Linked DNA regions of Mus musculus: regions 2, 3 and 4 are each linked to region 1. The links are chromatin contacts, called in public Hi-C and promoter capture Hi-C maps. All regions are on one chromosome and are shown on one strand. Each heading gives the region's core, a stretch centred on a gene start, on an enhancer-like site or on the middle of the called end of the contact. The rest is flanking DNA. Distances are from core to core; before and after follow the strand shown. Region 1 holds the start of Vamp1 (vesicle-associated membrane protein 1). Region 2 holds the start of Ptpn6 (protein tyrosine phosphatase, non-receptor type 6). Region 3 holds the start of Atn1 (atrophin 1). Region 4 holds the start of Gpr162 (G protein-coupled receptor 162).

Evidence for each region. Promoter capture Hi-C pulls out the DNA fragments that hold promoters and counts their contacts. A called contact is a pair of places that touch in the nucleus more often than the background predicts.
Region 2: a contact with region 1 is called in a promoter capture Hi-C map of pre-B cells. The contact joins the promoter of Ptpn6 here to the promoter of Vamp1 in region 1. A contact is called at or near these places in 4 of 39 promoter capture datasets (the C10 cell line, hematopoietic stem and progenitor cells, liver and 1 more), 1 of 484 Hi-C or Micro-C datasets (CD8 T cells), 2 of 115 datasets of contacts at active chromatin or transcription factors (bone marrow-derived dendritic cells and memory CD8 T cells) and 2 of 9 other capture datasets (adipose tissue and liver).
Region 3: a promoter capture Hi-C map of liver shows a contact between it and region 1, with 2.5 times the contacts expected there. The contact joins the promoter of Atn1 here to the promoter of Vamp1 in region 1. A contact is called at or near these places in 3 of 39 promoter capture datasets (liver and pre-B cells), 1 of 115 datasets of contacts at active chromatin or transcription factors (memory CD8 T cells) and 1 of 9 other capture datasets (liver).
Region 4: a contact with region 1 is called in a Hi-C map of rod photoreceptor, with 4 times the contacts expected there. The contact joins the promoter of Gpr162 here to the promoter of Vamp1 in region 1. A contact is called at or near these places in 1 of 484 Hi-C or Micro-C datasets (rod photoreceptor) and 3 of 9 other capture datasets (adipose tissue, liver and pancreatic islet).

Annotation. Positions count from the first base shown.
Region 1 is chr6:125,213,357-125,218,871 of GRCm38.p6, reverse strand. It overlaps Vamp1 (vesicle-associated membrane protein 1), which reads right to left and starts at 3,291. Exons shown (of 5, transcript NM_009496.3): 1 at 3,145-3,291; 2 at 172-298. The coding sequence starts at 3,146.
Region 2 is chr6:124,730,071-124,735,585 of GRCm38.p6, reverse strand. It overlaps Ptpn6 (protein tyrosine phosphatase, non-receptor type 6), which reads left to right and starts at 2,432. Exons shown (of 16, transcript NM_013545.3): 1 at 2,432-2,640; 2 at 2,726-2,848; 3 at 3,092-3,286. The coding sequence starts at 2,633.
Region 3 is chr6:124,752,990-124,758,504 of GRCm38.p6, reverse strand. It overlaps Atn1 (atrophin 1), which reads left to right and starts at 2,018. Exons shown (of 10, transcript NM_007881.4): 1 at 2,018-2,209.
Region 4 is chr6:124,861,110-124,866,624 of GRCm38.p6, reverse strand. Gpr162 (G protein-coupled receptor 162) reads left to right here and starts at 2,642. Exons shown (of 5, transcript NM_013533.4): 1 at 2,642-2,954; 2 at 4,503-5,515. The coding sequence starts at 4,940. Cd4 (CD4 antigen) reads left to right here. Exons shown (of 10, transcript NM_013488.3): 9 at 1-21; 10 at 350-1,932. The coding sequence ends at 380.

The DNA.
Region 1 (5,515 bases), core at 2,042-4,541:
CCTAGAGACCGAGAAAATGAATAATGCCTGGGAGATCACAAGCCAAGGCCTTTGGATCCATGGCACGCTTTGCCCCACCCCACCCCCTGAGCCTCTCCCCTATAAAAAAGAGGAAGATGGGTAAACCGATCCTTGACTTAGACACTCTCACGGAGGGTGCCAGGCGCCTACCTCCTCCACTTGTGCCTGGGTCTGCTGTAACCGCCTGTTACTGGTCATGTTGGGAGGAGGACCAGGAGGACCCCCACCAGGGGCAGCTCCTTCTGTCCCTTCAGCAGGCGGTTGAGCTGGAGCAGACCTGTGGAGAGAGGCAAACAGTACACAACGTAACTGAGACAAGAAAAGAATCCTATGCATCCTCACCTCACACCACCAAAGCAAATGCTGATTGAAAACGGAAGGCATTTTAGCTCCTCAGCCACCCCCAAGTACTGAGAGGCAAACTCAGACACATCCTCTGGCACAATGGCCATAGGGACAAATATGCCAGCCTTGACCTAGATGGAATTTGCCTGGCCACTACAAGCTCCTCACATGAAATAAGATGGGACAACCCAATCCAGGGGAAGAGAAATTTGTAGAAAACATTAAATCGTAAGGCCACGTGAATCTGAAGTGTGAATATGAAAGGGGCAAGTCGACGGTCCTGCTTGGGGCAGGGTCTGGTTCCCGGTTGGGCTTCACACTGTAGTTGGAACATCACGGCTGCTGCAAAGACAGTTTGGAGAATCACCAAAAGCAAAGTCTGTATAGGTGGAGTGAATCCAAGCCGGTTGTTCTGTTCTTGGCAGAGAAGCCAGGAGTTTCATTTAAAATGAATCTGAGACCTAAAACAATTATACTAGTCGTTCCGAAAAGCACAGACCAGAAATAAAAATGCTAGAAACAGTCCTCAGTGTACACACAGCAGACACTCTGTCCATTCATCTTCAGACTGGGCGATGTCTCAGGATAGTTACCCAGTCCCGTGTCAGATAAGGAAGCTTGAACTACACTGCTGTGAGTTCAAGTCTCTCCACCAGCACCGCTGAGGGCAAAGCGTTCCCACGGCCTTAGAAGGGAATAATCCAGAGTGGGTTTGGTTTGGTTTGGTTTGTGTTTCGGGTGTTTTGTTTTGAGATGAGGTCTCACGAAGCCCTGGGTGTCCTGGAACTCTCTATGTAGACCAGGCTAGCCTGAAATACAGATCTATCTGCCTCTGCCTCCCCATCTGCTGGGGTTAAAGCAACGGTGGGGCCTGAAGATGAACTCCTCTCTGACAGTCACCAGCTAACGAGTTCCCAGAGTTAAACCCACAGAAGCAAGGTAAAGAGAGAAAGCTAAAATTTGATGGGGAATAGAAATTTCTTAAGTGCTAAAAAAAAAAAAAATCTTTGCTAGAAAAGTCCAAGAATAAGTACAGTAAAGGTTAAGCCACCAGAAAGTTGCTAAAAAAAAAGTAAATTCCTTGATTAATTACAACAGAACCAAGATGCAGAATCTCTTTTTCCATAACTAAGGGAAATGTTCTAGACACGATGTAATAACCCCAACCGCTTCTCGGCCTTTTGGCTAAGATCAAGATGTAGAAGCCCCTCAGAAAGACTCTATTAGCAGATTACACCAGCTTCTTCCACTTAAAGGGCCGCTTTCCCATTTCCTTCCTAAACATAGAGGAATCTGCAAAGCCATGGGAGCCACAGGATCTGCACTGCTACTGAGCTAGCTAAGCAATCTAGTTCTAGACCAGAGGGAGGGATTTCAATGAGTTGGTAGCAGCTAGTGTTGGAAGGTGTCCAGGATGGTGGCACCAATGACAAGATTAAGGTCAGAGACCTCGTGATTCCCTGCTAGCCACCATGCTTTCTCAACCTCCTTCCAAACATCACACATGAAACTACCTGCAGCCAGTCAACTAAGAAGGACCCCTCCCCTCCCCTAAACATCTAGATCTATGGGCTTGTAAAAACTGCACAGAATGTTAATGCAGAGAACGGATAAAATGGCTGTGAAGCTTTGGAGAACTCACTTTATTTACTATTTGTGGCAGGTAGAAACACTCCACCCTAACCTATTCAGGGAGTTATAACCCTTATGTAATACAAAATCCTGCCCCCCTTTTGCCAATAGAGGCAACACAAGCAGAGTGTAGTGGTGCACACCTTTAATCCCAGCACTTGGAAGCCAGGGGCAGGTGGATCTCTGAGTTCAAGGCCAGCCTTGTCTATAGAGGGAATTCTGAGACAGCCAGGGGTACACAGAGAAACCCTATATGGAAAAGCCAAACAAAGAAGGGGGATAGAGAGAGCGAGGAAGAGGGAGAGAGAGAGGAAGAGGGAGAGAGAGAGGAAGAGGGAACAAACACAAATAAATCTAGCACCAGGCAAGAGATTCAGATAATAAATGAAAAGAAAGAAAATTCTTCATTGTGTGTATGTGATCCTAAAGGGAAGTTCTTAATTTATCTGGCCACAGAAGGGGATGATGCCAAAAAGAGCTAAAGGCTAAACTATGTGTTTTGGATAAAATGAAGAATTCACTGTTCTCCCTATTTCTCCTCCAATATTTATTTGGCTAGGACTTGATCACTGGAAATCGCCTTAGCATAAACAGCTGCATTAAGATTTCATACCACTGTCCCCTGAGACTTTCTGAGCTACTCGCAAGGCGCCACAGAACTAGCAAGTTAAGTTTCTGCAGCTTTGCTCACAGCCATGAGGCAGGTACATCACACTCTGGGTGAGGGGCATGCATAACGCAGAGACTGCGGGCACTCCAAGTCAAGAATGGACAGGAACACCTATAAGTCTTCCCAGAGGCTTTAAGAGTCTGTCAAACAAGAAAGGGTCTCCGAGTTTCCTGTCTGAATCTATACCTCCCCCACTTTTTCCCCTTTGGGGTTCCACGATACAAAGACAAGAGGGGAGGGTGCGGTGTACGTGGGACCCCCGCGCCCTCGCCCTGCCATGGAGTGCCAGCTGCAGTTGGTGCGGGATGGAGCGCTGCCCGCAGTCCGGGGTGGCCCGGTCTGGGGGCGGCGCGAGCTGGTGGTTCCCGGCGTCGCCGCAGCTGCTGCAATGCGCCATTTCCCGTCCCGCAGAGTCGGACACTGCGGGGGAGAGTCGGTAAAGAGGTGTCGAGGACCCTAGAGCAGAGTCAACTCACATTTTTCTGAAAGAGGAAGTGGAGGTCCGTCCCCTCTCTGGAGAATGCAACGAGACGGGCAGGGAGACACTGCGGCTGAAGCAGACGGAACTGTCGAGCGCCGCCTCACACGAAACACCCGGAACTCTAACTGCGGTGGAACTTACTGCAGGTGCAGGGCCGGCTCTCGGCTTTATTAGACATGACCACGCCTCTCGGATGATGTCAAAACCTCCAGGTCCAATCCTCGTGAGAAATGGCCTGCTAGTCCCGCCCCCACAACTACAGCAATTACCATTGTCCTCTTATTTCTATTTCTTCACTGACCAATACAAAAGTGGCTTGCTTAAAGTCCAGCTCAAACTCTGTCTCCGCCGCTGAGTTAGACCTTTTATGGTGCCTACCAGCCAATCGCTGAGCTGGAGACTGCTGTCATTCTTACCGCTCCCGCCCACAGCACCTGGCAGAAGGAAACCCAAGTGACTTAGACGCTGGAATCCAACTGGCTGCGAGGTTCAGCAGTGAATGCATATTCATGAAGTCCTTGGCCACAGGACCACCCCGTCACCATCCCTGCCTGAGACCATAAAACCCACATTCTTCATTCTTCTCTTCCCTATCACGAACTTCATCCCTAAACCTGTTAACACAGCGACTTAGTTAACCCAGCCCAGAAACCTGAACTAAAGTAGACTTCCCTATTTTATGTTTATGCTTTGTTTTGTTTTTTGAGACCTCTCTCTATAGATAGATAGATAGATAGATAGATAGATAGATAGATAGATAGATAGATATAGATATATACATATATACAGATATATAGATACACACACACATATATATGTGTGTATATATATATATATACACACATATATGTATATATATATACACACACATTATGCGTATGTATGTGTGTGTGTGTATATATATATATATATATATATATATATATATATATATACACACACACACACATATGTATATATATATTATGGTACAAGTTTCTGCCTGCATCTATGCATGCTTGGGTGCCCTTGGAGGCCAGAGGAGGGTTATTCCCTAGATGGTTTTGAGTATATGTGAGTGCTGGGAACCAAACCCTCTGCAAAAGCAATATGCTCCCTCCACCACTGAGCCATCTCTCTCCAGCCCCAGCCCTTTCCTCTTTACTCCTCCTCCAAAATCTAAGTAGAATCAATTTTTCCTTCTCAATACTTAAAGACGTTTCTTCTCTCTTCCAGTAGAATCCCTTTCCTAGACATCAGTTGTAAAATTCAACATTATTTTATGCTTCACAGCTTTAAAGGAATCTATAGCTGTGGTTGCGTTTTCCTAGCCTTAGAATTCTTATTTTACATTTAGTGGAAGCTTAGGTTTTGGATGCAGTGTAAATGTTTATATCTTAGGCATCCATGCAAAAGGAAAGAGAACATAGTAACATTAATAGGACAGTTACAACTTGACGTTCAGAGACTCTTTTCCCAGCAGAAACAGAGGCTTGTGTAGTCCAGGCTGGCTTCAAACATGAAATGTAGTCAAGAATGACCTTGAAATTCTGGTCCTCCTACTTCTGCCTCCTGAATGCTAGGACTGCAGAAGTTTACCACCATGCCCAGTTTTCTGCAGCGCTGGTCAGCGTACTCTGTTCCTTTTGCATGCTAGGCATTCACTCTGCCAACTGAGCTCCATCCCCATCCCCCAGAGACTAACTCTCAGGCAATCATGTGTTTCACTCAGATGTCCACATGTTGGTGTCCTGTGTGCAAGCGTTTACGTCTTTGGAGATGCATGCAGCATTTCATTACTGGACAGGACATACTCCTTTTCTCCCTCTGGAACTTCCTTTCAAGGGCCTGGCATTCATTCTGCAAGTTGTGACATTTTGATGTTCATGAGCAGGTATGACAAATACAGTGTGGGTAGAGCCTGACTAAGCTACAGCAAAATTTCTGCCAAATGGCAAAAGAAAGACGGAACGGAAAAGGGGGGACAATTCTAGATTCAAGCCTGTGTCCAGTCTTGTTACCGGGTACCTACCTAATTACCACAAATGCCATTCACGGCTATTTTTCTTCTCTAAACTTGTTACTTTAGATCTGACCCCTGCCCTGTTTTTTATTCTGTTGCACTTTACAATTGATGATTTTGGTTTTGATTTTGGATTTCAAGACACGGTTTCTCTGTGTAGTCCTGGGTGTTCTGGAACTCGCTTTGTAAAGCAGGCTGACTTCATACTCAGAGATCCGCCTGCCTCTGCCTCCTGAGTGCTGGGATTAAATGTGGGCATTACTGCTGCCCGCTTTTAGATCATTTTGCCTCATGGCAGGTATGACTTGGTTTGGTTTTCTGCCGTATTCCCACCTCAGCCCCCCCAGCCCCCGCCAAGTGCTGG
Region 2 (5,515 bases), core at 1,183-3,682, 480 kb after region 1:
AAATGATATCCCCAAAGTCCCCTATACCTTCCCCCTGACCTACTCCCCAAACCACCCATTCCCGCTTCCTGGCCCTGGCATTCCCCTGTACTGGGGCATATGATCTTCGCAAGACCAAGGGCCTCTCCTCCCATTGATAACCGACTAGGCCAACTTCTGCTGCATATGCAGCTAGAGACATGAACTCTGGGGGTACTGGTTCGTTCATATTGTTCTACGGATCTCCCTTTGCTGGAACAAGCTTTGTATGTGGTCTTCCTGACGCTTGGGATGAGCTGAGTCTATCGGAGTTCTGGATCTTGCTTAATGTAATACCCAAGCATGCATATTTTCAGGGGTATTAGCAAGAAGAGAAAGCCTAAAAGGAGGGTGGGAGGGAGAGAGGCAGGAAGGTTAAGTAATATTTGATGTTTTCAATAATGATAAAGTACTCGTCATAGACTGTTAAACAAAACAAAACCAGCTCCCCCCCCCCCACCCCCCCCCCCCCACACACACCAGGGGCTTGCTATATAGCCCTGGCTGGCTTGGAACTCTTTATGAAGCCCAGGCTGGCTTCAGGTTTGTTCTCATCCCCTTACCTCTGTCTTCCATGTGCTGGAATTACAGATGTGTGACATGGCATCCAGCAAGACTGTTGGTGGTGAAGGCCAGGGTTTCCCACCCAAATGCTAAGCAAGCATTTTACACAGAGCCACACTCTAGCCATGTTTGGGTTTTATCGTCTCTTACTTCTCCTATACTTTGAGATATGACTATATACTGTGAATAAATATTAAGCATACAACTAACTATACACTCACTCATGAAACTACTGGGCTTGGAGCAGAGAGAGGGCCTTATGTTACCATCGAGCCGCATCATTCAGTTTTAAAGAAGTGTAAGGGAGCCAGATGTGGTGGCAACCTCCAGCTACTGGAGAGGTGGAGGCAGGGAGATTACAAATTCAAGGCTACAGAGTGAGTTCCAGATTAGCCTGGGCAATTTAGCTAGACCCTATCTCCAAAAAAGTAAAAAGAGAACTAACAGGGGGTGTGACTCTGTGGTTGAGCCTTTGCCTTGCGAGTTTGAGGTCCTAAGTTCAAACCCTAGGACTGCAGAAGTGTGAAGGGAATCAAATGAATAAGGAAAAGAAATAGGGTGGAAGATGTACACTGCCCAAGGATGCCTGCCCAAGGATGCTCCTCACACTGTTTAAGGGACTGAGAGTCTGGGTTGGTTTTGTTGTTCTTGTTGTTGAAACAGGTCTCACTATATAGCGCTAGATATCCTGGAACTCACTGTATAGACCAAGTTGGCCTCAAACTCACAGAGAGCTGCCTGCCTATGCCTCCCAAGTGTTGGGATTAAAGGCATGGGTTACCATGCCCAGCTAGGACTGGGGTTCTAATTTCAGTATTATAAAACAAACAAACAAACAAACAAACAAACAAACCAAAACTAACCAATCAAAACACCTCAGACAATAAACCCTTAAAAGATATAAGGTGCTCTGTCCCATCTCCCTTCTCCAGCAGCCTGTGTCCCTTGCTAAGGAAGATACCAATATAAATTGGGCAGCTTGTTTCCCCTCTGGTCTTGGCTTGGTAGTATTTGCATCTTTTTTTGTATTCATCCTGGGGTTTACATACACAAGGTCCCATAAGCCTGAAGGCTGAGCGCTCCTAAAGTTTAAAGCCCTCCCTGTGAGCGTCTGCCCTTGTTGGGACCCTGGCCATAAACCCTAACCTTTAGGAGATACCTTCCCACCCCACCCCTCCCTGCTGACAGTCAGGGTATAGGAAGGAGGCCTAGGCCCATGATGACAGAGCTGCACAAGGTTGCTTTGTGGGGGCTCTCAGCTGTGATGATAGCATCTCCTTTGGACAAGGAGTCTATTGACTACTGTTCTTTGGGTCCTGAGGGCTGGCAAGCAGAATTCAAAAGTCATTGGCTTTGAAACTATTTAGGTCTGAATCCTGCAACTCACTAAGGGTAAGACCTGGGGGCAATTCCTCAAACTTCTTGGCCTCAGTTTCCTTGTCTGTGAAGTGGGGATAAAGATAGTGCCTGAGGAATGAGGCCCTGGTGACCTGTAACTCACAGGAGGCATGAAAATGACATTGTAGCAATGAGTCTGGCAGGCTGCGACACTCCATTAAATGACGGTGCCACTGCACACGATCATTATTAGACTGTGCCTAAGAATAATTCTGAGTAGAGGCAGCTGCTGGAGGAGGAAGGGTTGACCTGATAATGTGGATATTCACTGTGCGTGACTCTTGACCTGCCACACGTGTGCCTTACCTCTTGAGTCATGAATATTTACTGCCTTGCCCCTGTGCCTTTGTTGGCAGACTGTGGGAAGTGGGCCCTCCCCCACCCTGCCACCCTCCAGCTCCTCTTCCCTCGCTCTGAAAAGAGAAGTTCTAGTGAGTTCCCCTAAGGGGTCGGCCGCGCCCCTTCCTGTCTCCGCCCTGCTGGCTGCCCCAGGCCAGTAGAGTGGTAGCCCGGGGAGCAGGACTGCAGGTTGGCTTTGGAGGCCTGGGCTCTGAGAGCCTTGCCTGAGGCTCATCTCTAGAGTTTGTACGTGCCTGCCCAGACAAACTGTTCCCTCCACATTTTCTGCAGCCAATTCAGTGAGAACCCCAGGATGGTGAGGTAAGGGCCTGGGACCCATGGAGGATAGGAAACAAGGGTGGCTGGAGCCCTGGGGATATTCCCTCACTGCCCTGTGCACTTTTAGGTGGTTTCACCGGGACCTCAGCGGGCCTGATGCAGAGACCCTGCTGAAGGGCCGGGGAGTCCCTGGGAGCTTCCTGGCTCGGCCCAGCCGCAAGAACCAGGGTGACTTCTCCCTCTCAGTCAGGTGGGTGGCCCTCCCTGCACCTTGGCAGCTCATTGTGTGGGTCCGGAGCATTCCTGGGTTCCCTGGGTTGTGTTGTCTCCTCATGATACATTTCTTCCCTTCTGTCCCTGCCTGTCGCCCTAGCATGTGCCCATAACTGTCTATGTCTACTCCATGCCTATGTGCTTTTGCATCGAGACCCCTGTCCCCCCAAGCCCACCCCGCTGCTGCTCATGTATCTCACTACCTGGTGGTGCCTCGCAGGGTGGATGATCAGGTGACTCATATTCGGATCCAGAACTCAGGGGACTTCTATGACCTGTACGGAGGGGAGAAGTTTGCGACGCTGACAGAGCTGGTCGAGTATTACACGCAGCAGCAGGGCATCCTGCAGGACCGAGATGGCACCATCATCCACCTTAAGTACCCACTGAACTGCTCGGACCCCACCAGTGAGAGGTGAGGGGCATTGCAGGTTGGCCCTGTCCCTTGAGATAAGTGGACATCCAGACCAGGTGTCCTTCTGTTCCCAGTCCGTTCTTCATCCCTGATCTTCCACACCTGTTCTCTCAGTGTTCTCAGCCTCTTCCCTCTGTAGGCTGATGATTCCCATGTATCTAACCAATCCCCTGTCCCCTGAGGAAGCCAGAGAAGGGTTCCCCTTGCCTTCCTGCAGGGTTCCTGCTGCCTAGCAACCTCATCCTGAGAGTAACAGAGAGGCCACTCCTTGTCTCTGGTGTTTCTCATCAGGTCGGCCCTATTACTAGAAAGCTTGTCCTACCATGGAACTCTGGTGCCTTCTTCCAGCCCTCTACACAGCCTGGGGCTCTAGGTCCCTGTCTTAATAAGGTCTTAGAGGTCCACTGGTACTGGGGTACTCAGGGACTTCTCTCAGCATCACACTGAGGTGGGGCTGGACAGAGCTTGGTGAAAGCAAGGTCGCTGAGGTGGTCACAGGTAGAGAAGGGCCCAGGCTTATCTGACTTAAGGAGACCCTCAGGATATCCCCAACTAGTGCTGCAAAGACACGGCCCCCATAGCTGGGCTGGCTGTTCTCTTGTGGTCTTCTCAGAGCATGTGCAAAGGGAAGGTTATGGAGATAAATGTCCCTCATTCATTACACTGGGGCTCGTCTTAGCTGTATAGCACAGGGACTGACTGGCAACCCCTATTAACTCAGGGTTTTCTTATGGACTCTGGGGCTCTGCGTACCTGTTCCTGTCCTGTGTCTGTGTATTTACAGTTGAAATGATTCCGAACTTGATCCCCACACCCTTCTCTGCTGGGGCCTGAACCCGGGGCCTTGTCTGAGTTGAGTGAGCGCTTTGCCACTAGCTACCTTCCACGCAGTTTTAAAGTCTGTTTTGAGATTCGTGCCTACAAACTTAGCTCAATAGTTTTGTTCACAAGTTACTGACTAAAACTGAGGACTGAAGGTCTAGGGACTGTGGCTCAGGTGGTGAGTGCTTGCCTGCCATGCATTAAACACTGGGTTCTATTCCCTGTCGTGCATAAACCTAGTGTGAGTGACACGTGCCTGTGAGCCCAGGTGGAGGCAGGAAGACCAGAAGAAGGTCAAGTTTATCCTCCATTCCATAGCAAGTTTGAGGCCGGATAGGGCTCCATGAGACCTTGACTTAAACTAAAACAAGCGGAGTGGAGGTGGTACCATAGGCCTTTTATCCCAGCACTCAAAAGAGGCAGGGGAAGGTGGATGTCTGGAAGTTCAAGGCCAGCCTGGTCTATCAAGTAAGTTCCAGTACAGCCAGGGCTCCACAGAGAAACCTTGTCTTGAAAAACCAAAACCCCCAAACAAAACAACAAAAAAACTCCAACCCAAACAAACAAACAAACAACCAACCAAAAAAAACCCTCAAAACACAAAGAAAACCACAAACAAACAAACAAAGAAGCTGGAGGACACTCCCTAGAAGGCTTTCCTCTTCTGCTGGTGAGTGGGAAGGGAGGGCCTGCCCCAGGTTGTCTCTCCTCTCCTATCCTACCTGCAGCCCTCAGGATGGTTTGGCCTCTCTCTCAGATTCGCTTTGAGCCCCTTGTTTTCTCTTTGTTGCTGACTCAAGCCAGGATGCGCCCTGCTAGAGTAGACCATGGAGGTACAGCTGAATGGTGGCTGCAGTGTTCCCTGTGATCAGGAAGGAGGTGGGAGCTAAACAGGTGTTAGGAGAACAGGCCAGGGCAGTGGGGAAGCACAGGACACCCTGTGGATGATACCCTCTGACAGGGCTGCGGAGGACTCCAAGGGACACTTTGGATGGCCATTTGGGAAGAAGCTGTCTCATCCCTAACCTTAGTGTGTGTGGAAGCCATGACCCAATGGCTCCTCTCTTTGCCCCTCCTCTTCTGGGAAATTTGCATTTGTCCCCTCAATAGTGAACTCTCTGCCTGTGGTCTGTTCACATTTGCATGGAGACTTCCTCATCCTGTCCCTGAGGGAAGGAGCTGAGCCCCCTCACATTGCTTGGGGTCTCTGGCCTGTTCCTGAGGTGGGCTAGGATGGCCCAGGAGGCCTGGGTTGGGGTAGGAACCTCTGAAGGCCTTGAGCTATGGTGTCCTCTGGACAGAGTTGAGAAGGACCAAGAGGACTGAGCCCCACTCCACCCCCCCCCCAATCCTTGCGGTTGGAAAATGCTCTCCCCCCCACCCCCCGAGCTGAAGAAACCTCACAAC
Region 3 (5,515 bases), core at 769-3,268, 460 kb after region 1:
CAAGCAAATGGGTATGGGGGTAAAGTGAGGCCCTGCAGAGGCAAGGGACTTCACAGTGGGGTGATGGGATATTTGTTCCTAGAGGAGCCAAGCATTCTTGCTTGGTCTCCCTAGTGCTTTGGAATCTGTGTAGAGCTTTTGGGTAAGTTCAAGAGCTTGGCTGAATCTGGCCTAAGGAATGGTGGTGTAAGACCTACTGGGTGGCTACTAGGCTAGCCGTTCTCCTCCCTTCCACAAAGGCAGTTTGCCCACTCAGTGTCCCCCACTCCACCCACTAGGTCTGAGCTAGGCTGGCCCCCTACAAGCTCTCTACCCCCACCTCCAAATCTGGTGAACTACTAAGGGCTCCCAATCCAGACTCCAGCTCCAGCTCTTCCGGGCTCCCAGCCTGCCTCCCTCCCTTTCTCTAGCCTTCCCAATTTCAGCTGCCAAAAATCACCCTGTCTCTAGTGTCCTTTGTCCTGAGAGATGTTGCTGCTGGTTTGGGGCCAGAGAAGGAGCCCAGAAGAAGGCACCACTGGAGTGATGGGGGTGCTGACTTCATGGCTGTAGGTTGGGCATGGCTGGCACGCTGACTGGAGAAGAGTTGGGAGGAGCATGCTGTAGTCTGTGCTGGGGACTACTTCCATATTACAATTGTTATGGGGAACCTGGGCACCCTAAAATGTATGTAGGTCCTTTCCACCTAATCCCCCACTTCATCCCTTCTGTGACCATGACCAAAGATGCTACTAGTAATGACTTCAGACTTGAGAAGGTCTAGTTCAGGAACCTCGAGAAAATGAAGGGCCCAAAAGTGAAGTGCCACCTCTTAGTTACCTCTTCCACACTAGGGCCTGGACCCCAGTCTGTCACTCCTCCAGGGTTCTCCCTCCGTCTCTAGCTCCTCTCTTTTCCCATCACTGGCCCTCCCACCACGTTGCCACAAAAGCCCTATTTATCTTGTGTTTCCTTCCAGACCTCTCTAATTCATTCTCCTCCACTTTATTTGCCAAAGGAAATAGTTCTTAGTTCGATTGGAAGTCCCCACATTCATGTTTACCAACCCAGCCCACCCCAGTCTCCCTCTAGAATAGGCATCCTCTGCCCTCCACCCCTCTTCTGAGACTTCTCATGCCTTCTCTCCCACAGAGGGATCTCCGGACTTGCCTCCAGCTTTCCTTCATCATTCCCAAATTCTTGTGGTTTGCATTCTTCTCAACACCAATCACTGCCTTAAACGCTTATCTCTTCCAGAAACACCATTCTCCTAGTACGTCTTCATCCTTTCCCGCCCAGGTCCACAAACTTCCATCGTAGGCTCTCCAAAATAGCTCCTAAACCCCTCCAGCCTCTACTTCTGGCCCTTCCTCTCCATCTTTCCAATACAGTCCCATTATCCAAATCTCTACTTCATAATTCCCCAAACTCCACCTACTTCACCCCTGCCACAGCCCCTCTTGTCCCCAAACTTCTCCAGCCTCCCCAGGTCTGCCTTCGCAGTCCACAGCCCCTCCCACCCAGCCCTCTCCCGCGCGGGGCCCGCGAGCTCCCCACGCTCTGCGCAGCGAGGCCCTCTCTCTCTGCGCCCCGGCCGGCTTCGGCCAACTCGCCCGGCGCCTCCCCTTCCCCGATCCTCCGCCCCCCGACTGCCGCGCGCTCCCTCCCTCGCGTCTCCTCCGGGCCCCTCTCTCTCCTCCGTTCCTCCGCGCTCCCTCCTTCTCCCTCTTCCTCCCTGCTCCCATCCCCCTCTCCCGAGCGCCCTCCCTCCGCCGTCCGCTTTCCTGTGCGAGTCGCCGGACGCGCCGCCCAGCCTGTCCGTCCGCCCGCAGCCCCGCGCCCGACCGGGGCCTCGGGCCAGGACGCGTTTCGGGGTGGCAGGCCTCGGGGCGGGCTAGGGGCGCGCGGCACCAGCGGCGGGAGGGTCGGGGGTCGCGGGCCTCGCCGGGACCGCGAGTGCGGGCGGAGGCGGGCGGTGCGGCGGGGGCGGGCGCGGGCGGCGCGTTCCGGGCGGGAGGGCGGGCGAGGAGCGCGAGAAGCCGATCGGGGCTGCGCGGGGAGCCGGGCATGGGGGCCGCCCTCCGGGGGGGCCGGGGCCGCCGCCGCCGCCGCCGCGGCAGCGACTGAAGCCGCGCTGTAAGGAGGGGCGGGGAGTGGCCGCCGCCGTCCCCGGGAGGCGCCGGAGCCCGACCGCACTCGCAGCCAGCCAGCCGTCCCGAGCTGCTCGCAGGTAAGGTCCGCTGCCGCCGGCCCGGGCCGCCCCGTTCCGGCCCGCGGCTCCCCGCCCCCACCCCTCCCGGTCCCCCCTCCCGCCGCCGCCTCCATTTGTTATTTTCCCGGTCGCGTTCCCTCATTGCGGGCACGACCGGGCCCGAGGCTGGGGACTCAGGGGGTGGGGCCGCCCGGAGGAGGGACGCGGGCCTGGGAGTCGCGAGCTCGGGAGGTGGGGGGAGGAGGGTTTTGGGAGGAGGGCTGACGGGGCCGAGCGTCGCCAGGACCAGAGCCTAAAGGGGAGGAACGCCGAGGTGGAGACTTGGCGGAGGTAAACCGGGGGATGCTGTGCGGGTGGTTCGCGGAGAAGGCAGGACGGATCGGAGAGATGGCAGCGAGGTGGGGCGTGAAGGCTCCAGTAACCCCACAGGCCCAGCACCGGGTTTCCAGGTTGCGGGTCTTGGGAACAGGGAAAGGGGTGTGGTAGGTGGTAAAATGAGGGTTGTAGCTGCCGAGACGGGGGATTGAACCTGGGGGGAATGGAGATGAACCGGGAGAGGCCCAGCTTTGAGAAGACCGACGTTTTTTGGGGTGGAAATGGGAAGGCCATATCTTTTGTGACTCAGTTTTCTTTCCCCCAATCCTGGTCACCTCTGACCCCGTTTTCCTAATCCCAGACCTAGTTACTTCGTGAAGGGGGGGCACTGAGTCTTGGTAGTGTGAGTCCTCCTAACACGAATAAGAAAGGCAGGGATACTGAAGGGAGAATTGGGAAGGTTGGGAGGATGGGAAAGAAGAGAAGATTGGGCAATCATATAGGCATTCCAAGGAATTGTGACCTCCACCCTCACCCCCAGAGCATTGGCTGTCCCATAGGAGGACTTCCTTACTGCCTTGATCTCAGAGATCTCTTTGTGCCTGGGGTAGGTTACCCTAAAGCTCCCTTTCCTGAAAGGTTGGAGTTGCTCTGGCAACTAAGGTGGTAATAGTGGCTGCCAGATGGACCCCTGGGATGGTCTCTTGGGGGGCACTTTTTTTTTTTATCCATTTTGTTGCCATGGTAGTGAGACAGTGGGAAGTCCAATAGGTGGGGATTCAGTATGTAGATTGGGCCTCTCTCAGCCTGTAGCTTTGTCCTTGGTGGGTCTCCGGGAGATGTTTCTGGTGTTGCCCCAAGTAGGGTTTCCTAAGGAGGCATCCCTTCTCCTCCAGAAGTCTATTGGAACAAGTAACCCTGTTGCTTGCAGGTCATTCCTGCAAGCCTCTACCTGGGTATGGTGCGAAGATGAAAATGTTGTTGTTCAAACTATATTGTCTTGGGCTGGGGGTAGCTCAGTAGCAGTGTTATTTCCTAGCATGCATACAATAGGCCCTGGGTTTGAGCTCCAGAACCAAAAACAAAATAAAAAAAAAACAACCAAGTTACATCACCGCGGGCAATTTCTGTCGGCCTCTACCACTCTTATTGTCTTATAAATGGTTGACTCTTTAAACTACTTTATCTCCTTGAATTCCTCTTTGGGTCTCTCTTCCTTCTTTGTCAGTTCTCAGGGTGACCCTTTCATTCAACTGATCTTTGGCCTTTTTTTCTGAACCTACAAATGTAGCGTAGCTCTCCATGCCTGTCTGGGTGAGGGTGGCCCAGGGGCGATGGCTATGAGAGAGGTTAGAGCAGAGCAGGATGCTCTGGAATGGGGGCTGGGAGACCGATGTCCCTCTGTGACCTTGGGCAAGTCACTTCTCTTGTCTTTGCGCTTCACCTTCTTGGTGTGATGAGATGGCCTCTAGTTCCTGCAACAGACCTGGGTTCTAACCAGGCTGCATTATCTGCTCCTCTGTGCTTTATGGATGTCTTGGTCATTTTCACCTGATTGTTAATGTGGCAGGTCTAGAATGGATTTGGGGTGGTTGGTGATCCTGGAATACATCTTGTAAGCTCTTCCCAGGAAGTCTGTGACATGGTCATTTTCTGACATTCCTGTCATATTTGCTCCTTACTTTTTAAAAATTTAATTATACGTATGTATTTATTTTGTGTGTGTGCTACAGTGCACATGTGCAGGTCAGAGCGTGACTTGAGTTGGTTCTCTTCTACCATGTGGGTTCCATGGTCCAACTCAGGTCATTGGTTTTAGTAGTAATCTCTGTTTGTTGTTTTTGAGATGGGCTTTTAGCCAAAACTGTCCTTGAACTCACTGCCTAAGGAAATGACCTTGAGTTTCCCTCTATTTGCAGTCCTGAGATTGCAGGCCTGGACCACACCCTGTTTTATAAGGTGCTGGGGATCTAACCCAGGCCTTCTCGGAATCTCACCTCTGACCCACACCCACTTCTCTTAGTTTTCTTCCCTCTGCCTACCCATGGACTCTTTTCTGATTTCTTATTTCCCTGCCTTCCAAGTTTTGGTCTTCCTTGCTTTCTTTTTGCCATAAGGTGATGAGGGCAAATGTGTGTTGTTGTACATGGTAGGTGCTTCTAAGTGTTAGACAGAGACAGCCTTCTAAGTGTCTAAGTGTTAGACAGGCAAGATGAAGCGCCACGTGGCCAGTTGGTTTTAGAGTCCCACTGTACCTGTGTTAGACTTAACCTACGATCTGACCCCAACCTCTTCCCAGTTCCATTCCTTCTTCTGCCGATCCCAGGAACTTCTTCCCCATTGAAGACTGTTTTTCTTTCAGATTTCAGCTGACTAAAAAAGGTAAGAAGGTGATTGCTCTGTTCTCCAACAAATTTTGTTGTAATTTTTGACCTTTTGGGTCTTTTAGGATCCAAACTAGCTTGGTGACCAGGCTCTGTGATGAGAGGAGACTGTCACTAGGCTCTAGGGGTCCTGATAAGGAAACTAGCCACAGGTGGTCATCTCTGTTATCCTTGTTACCGTACTCTCTTCTGTTCAGTACTGTTCTTTGGACATTTGCTTCTTCTCCATCCTCTTGTTTTTCCATCTGTAGTTTTATGTGTTGAGAGGATTTCATGAAACTTAGACTGGCTTTGAACTTGCTATTTGCCGAGAGTGGCTGGTCCTGCCTTCACCTCTCAAGTGCTGGATTTCAGGAATGCGTCCCGTGTCTGGTAATGCATACTCTGTTAAAAACCAATCCACAAACTATCTAGAAAGTGTAATTGTAGCTATAGTTGAAGTACACTAGTTTGCAGGGCAAAGCATCAGTTGAAAGTTTGGACTTGGGGCTCTGTCCCATCCATTTTGTGCCCCCTTAGGAATAAGTAGTTAAGTTTCCTGGAAAGGTTAGACTCACTGGTTCCTCATTGCCTGCCTCAGTATGGCCCAGGGGTGATGGACAAAGAGTAATCACCTTGTGTTCCT
Region 4 (5,515 bases), core at 1,393-3,892, 350 kb after region 1:
GAAGACCTGCCAGTGCCCCCAGTAAGGATCTGGGCTGAGGGGTAGGCGGGGGGGGGGGGGGGGGAGAGAAGGGGAGACAGGGAAGAAAAGGGTAAGGGAGACAAGACAAGACAAGTTAAGAAGGATGAGTGGGGTGGAGTAAGGAGAGGGGTAGAAGGGAAGAATGGAGAGAGTGAGGAAGGGAACTTAGGAAAGGGTTGGCAGAGGGAGGTGAAGGGGCAGTGGGCCTCTGGGTCTGCACAGACACAGCAGCGGTGCCCTGAGGTACCAATGTGCAGCAGGAGAGAAGTGGGTAGCACATGGAGGGGCCGGGAGACGGGATATGCTCCCCTGTCCTTCTCTCTTCCAGCCGGATGCAGAAGAGCCATAATCTCATCTGAGGCCTAGGCCCCACCTGCAGCCCACCACCTGCGTCCTGTCTCATCGCCCGAGGCCTGGGGACCAGATGAATGTAGCAGACACGCTGCCTCCGGCCTTCTGCTCTCCTCTTCCACAACCGGCCACGGTTTCCCTCCCTCTGTTCCCAAGCCTGTCTGTCTGCAGAGCTTGCCCTCTGCGTTTCAGACACTCAAGCACACCCCATCAGCTTATTTATTCTTCGCTGCTGCCTTTCTGCCAGAGCCTCGGCCCTTCTCGGACTAAGGTCCTGGAACCTTTTTCCAGCTGTCTGCTTGGATCAAAGGGCAGTGTATAGCACCTGGCACGGATGGTGGGACTGGTGTCTGGAAATACACAGCACAGTTTACGAGAGGGCTCTGGGACCAAGCTGAGTGGGGCAGGGAGGGCCGGGAGGTTGTGCATGTCACACATGAAGCATGTCAGGGGCAAATGAAGACTGAGAGGCTGCGGGAGTCAGCCTCAGCTTCCCATGATGCCTGCTTCTCTTTTGAATTTGCAAGACCAGACTCACATTCTAACCAGTGCACCAACACACATCCAAGCCACACACCTGTCCATATATCCAAACAGCATATCTTAATTCATAAGCCACTTTAATGTCCCAGGCATTCGACCCTTACAAAAACCTTACAAGTGGATGAGCGGTAAAAAGCCTCATGAACTGAGTGGAAGGAGAGGATTAACTCTTGAAAGTTGTCCCCTATGTATGTACCATGACCCTCATGTGTACACAACACACACACACACACACACACATACACACACGAACACACGCATGTTGCACACATGCATGCACGCTGAAATCCTACAAGCTGACAGTGATGACTAAGATGGCAGAGATAACCAGTCATCCCTAGTGAAATGGAACTTGGTTGAATGACTACCCAAGGTTACCCAGCTAACAAGTGCTGATGTCAGGGCCAACCCAGGGCTCCTGATCCCTAGAGCCAAGCCACTACATGGAACACAGGGATGAATACCACACAGATCTCTGGAGCTAGTTCCAGGCCCTCGGTATACACACACACACACACACACACACACACTGGAGCGCAGCCCCTGGCAGAGATCTTGAGAGGATGGAGGAGCCATTCTGGTTTCAAATCCCTCCTTGATCACTGCTGTTCTCACCCCCCCCTCCTTCCCCCAAAACCCTAGTTCTCTTAGAGTGAGGCTGGGAGAGATGCACAGAGACCTGCCGCAGTGTGTGCAGAGCCTGGGAAGTGGACCATGCTGGGGTCCTTTATGGAGAGAGCATTGTGGCAGGTGGCTGTGCCTTCCATCCAGGAGGTCAGGGGTCTAAGGGCTCTCCCTGAGAGTCTTGATCTGTTTCTCATAGATCCACAGCCTCCTCTGCCTCTGTCGTTTGCCTGCTTCAGCACTTCCTTCCCCTTTTTTCCTCTTTTCTTCCCAGCTGGCCTCTTCTAGAAACATCCCTTCCCCACTTCTCTTCATTATTCACTTCTTATTTTTGCCCACTCCCCACTCCTGCTTCCTGAGCTGACAGAAAAATAAAGGCTATAAATAAAATGCACTGTGTGTGTGTGTGTGTGTGAGAGAGAGAGAGAGAGAGAGAGAGAGAGAGAGACAGAGAGACAGAGATGGAGAGAGACAGAGACTACACTTCTCTGGGGGACCCAGGAATCTTTGGGGCTTTAGTTACCAGACCTGACCCAGGGAGAAGATGAAGTTGCCCAGAGAAGGGAAAATTCCCTGGAGGCTGATTGCCCACCTGCACATCCTAAAAGCATTGTGTGTGACTCTGTAATTCACAGAGAGACTACACGGTGATGTATGGGAGAAGAAAGAGACTATGAGAAACCGTGTGTGGCAATTGTGCGTGTCCCTATCCTCAGTGTCTGCTTGCATTCCAGGAAGAGAAAGAGGTGTATGCAGGTGCACAAAAAGCCCACTTCTTTTCTTGATCCAAGCAAGCACTTCCAACTTTACAAGCGATCTCAGCTGGCATCGCAAGCCCCCTTAGCTTCTAGCAGGCCTTCATGCGGGGCTCCTCTGAGCTCTACCCAAGAACAGCCCTCATAAGGATGCACACAGTGACACACGGTGACACACGCTTCCTCCTCCCTGAACAGCTAACTCCTCGGTCCCTAACAACACCAGCTGCCTCTTCGGGCTCATTCGTGTTGAAAATCCGGGATGGGGTGGGGGCAGGACACCAACCGCTTCACCAATGAAGCCCGCTCCCCGCCGTCCTCCTCGCCCCCTCCCTCCCCGCGCCTTCCTTGCCCCTCCTCCTCTAAGTCACCGCCGTCCAGTTTCCCCGCCCCACCCTCGCCACCCCCGACCCCAAGACTGGTCAGCGGCTCCCTAACCCCGGGCTCGCAGGCTGATGACCCTGGGAGACAGGGGCCTCGAGGGGCCGCAAACTAGCGCGCCGCGGGCTGAGCCCGAGAGGCCAGGCTGGGGGGAGGGAGGCCCGGAGGGAGGGAGTGAAGGAAGGAGGAGGGCTGGCGAGCTGGAGCCGGCAGGCGGCGGGAGCCCGGGCGAGCCTCGTCGGGAGTGCGTCTCCTCGGCAGAGCAGGACGCAGCCAGAGGTAAGTGGACCCCTGCCCGGTCCCCCGCGTGTCTCCACTCCCCCACCCCACCCCACCCCGCGAGCTGCCTCCGCGCCCCTCCTCCCGGCCCTCCTCCCCAGCCACCTGCTGTTTCTGCCCTAGAGAACACCCTAGGTGACTGGAGGGAGGAGCCGCCTGACCTTATCCCATCCAGGCGAAGGGCGAGGGACCCCTGTCGGCCAGAAAGCCCCCAATCTTCCTCCTCCCATTCCCTTTGCTCTCTGTCCTTCACCCCCTTCTCTCTGTCCTTCACGTCTTTCTTCTTCCCTCCCTTTCTGACTCTCCCTCTCTTTCTTTCGGAACCACCAACTGGGTCTGGGGGTGGGATGAGGGTGAGTGGGAAGGGGTCCAAAGGCTGTAAGGGAGGGCAGTGGGGGGCATCCGGACCTATTCCCTACACCTCCTCCTGGCTGTCCATTGCCATGGCAACTAGGATGTACTGGGCTAGGGGGGAAGAGACAAAGATGGGGGTGGACTGGGACCTCTGGGGGAGAGCTAGGGTCTAAGGCTCTTCGCAGGAAATGAACGGTGGCACAGCTGTGCCCCACTTTCCCCGTCTGCCCCAAAACCATCACACCGGTCTTATAGCCTCTAGTCTGTTCAGTGTTTCACTTGGTTTCCTAGTGCCTTCCCCAGCTCTCCCTGAACCGTATCACTAAGACCAGAACCCTCCTGCTCTCTCCCATCAGAGGGAAACTGAGGCTCTGGACCAGGGGAGGAGACCCAAAGTCTCCTAGTGAGGTCAGCCAGCCTATTTAAGGTCTACCCCCCCCCCCATCACTGTTCCCAGGCTCCTCCTCCATCCTCCTCCTTCCCACCCACCTCCCTCCAATATCTCCGCCTCGGGTGGGGGGGGGGCTTCTGGACCTTCCCGTCTATTTCCAGATACTACCAGTTTCCCCCCTCTTTCTCTCCAGCTCAAACTCTCCTCCTTCTCCCTAGTTCCCCCTCTTTCCATTTCTGGATGCTTCTGATGTCAGTGGCTTCCCCGCCTTCAGGTTCCCTAGCTACAACCCCCCAACCCCCACCCCAGTCTCAGTCTCCTTCCTCCCATTTTCCTTAGGTAGCTGAAGGGGTGAAAACCCAGGCTTAGATAAGTAGGCTGAGCACAAAGACCACAAAGTCCAGGAGAATGGCATGCAGGAGAAGGGCTCCTGCTTTAATGTGAGTCCCCAAGGAGGAACACATCACACTGTCTGTCTCCCATTAGCAACTGAAGAGAGACCTAGGGACATGGAGACAGGGCTGGGTAGTTCTGAGCATGGGCTATTATAAGCACAAAACTTGGAATTCCAAAGCAGGGAGAAAAGGCTAAAAGGAATGGAGACCCTTCCATGTAGTCTGCAAGTAGATGAGGTCTTATGCCTGTGGGTAAGGGGGCATCTGACTTAAGGCAAGGGAATGCTCTGAATGACCCCAGCGACCCTCAGCATCAGTCATTTCCATAGTTTCAAGGGAAAGGGGGTACAAGTGAGCCAAGCACAGCACAGGCCTAATGCTTGCTCCTCATCTCATCCTCCCTCACAGCTTGTCCAGGTGACTGAGCTCCACCCCTGTGCACCAAGACACCCACCCCACCCCCCACTGGTCAAGCCTCGCTGGAGAAAGAGACCGGGAAGTCCCAGCATGAGAATCAGAGCTGCCCAGCCAGCTTCATAGATGGGGAAGCAGCCTGCTTGCCTCCCCCATCAATTACAGGGATAACTGAGAAAAAGCCCCACCCAATATGGAGGCTGAGGACTACCGCCTCTATTAATTCCCTGCCTTCTCCCCTGCCCTGCCCACCTGGCCTTAGCTGGGTCACTCATGCAATGCTGAGAAGTAAGCAAGACTTGGGGTCAGCTTGCCTGGCTACCAGGCAAGGACTGTGGGCATCATGGGGGTGTGTGTGAGCGGGGCTCCAGGGTGAGACCTAGCCCCCGCCCCCAGGAATTCAAGGGGGTGGGGGTGGGGCCGAGGATAGAATGGCTCGGGGAGGGTTGGGGGCAGAAGAGGCCTCCCTACGCTCAAACGCATTGTCCTGGCTGGCCTGTGGGCTCCTGGCCCTGCTGGCCAACGCTTGGATCATCCTTAGCATCTCAGCCAAACAGCAGAAACACAAGCCACTGGAGTTACTGCTCTGCTTCCTGGCCGGTACTCATATACTCATGGCGGCTGTGCCCCTTACCACCTTTGCTGTGGTGCAGCTCCGGCGCCAGGCTTCCTCTGACTATGACTGGAACGAGAGCATCTGCAAGGTCTTTGTGTCCACCTACTACACGCTGGCCCTGGCCACCTGCTTCACGGTCGCCTCGCTCTCCTACCATCGCATGTGGATGGTGCGATGGCCCGTTAACTACCGCCTCAGCAACGCCAAGAAGCAGGCGCTGCATGCCGTCATGGGCATCTGGATGGTCAGCTTCATCCTCTCCACGCTGCCCTCCATCGGCTGGCACAACAACGGGGAGCGCTACTATGCCCGAGGCTGCCAGTTCATAGTCTCCAAGATCGGCCTCGGTTTTGGTGTCTGCTTCAGCCTCCTGCTTCTTGGGGGCATTGTC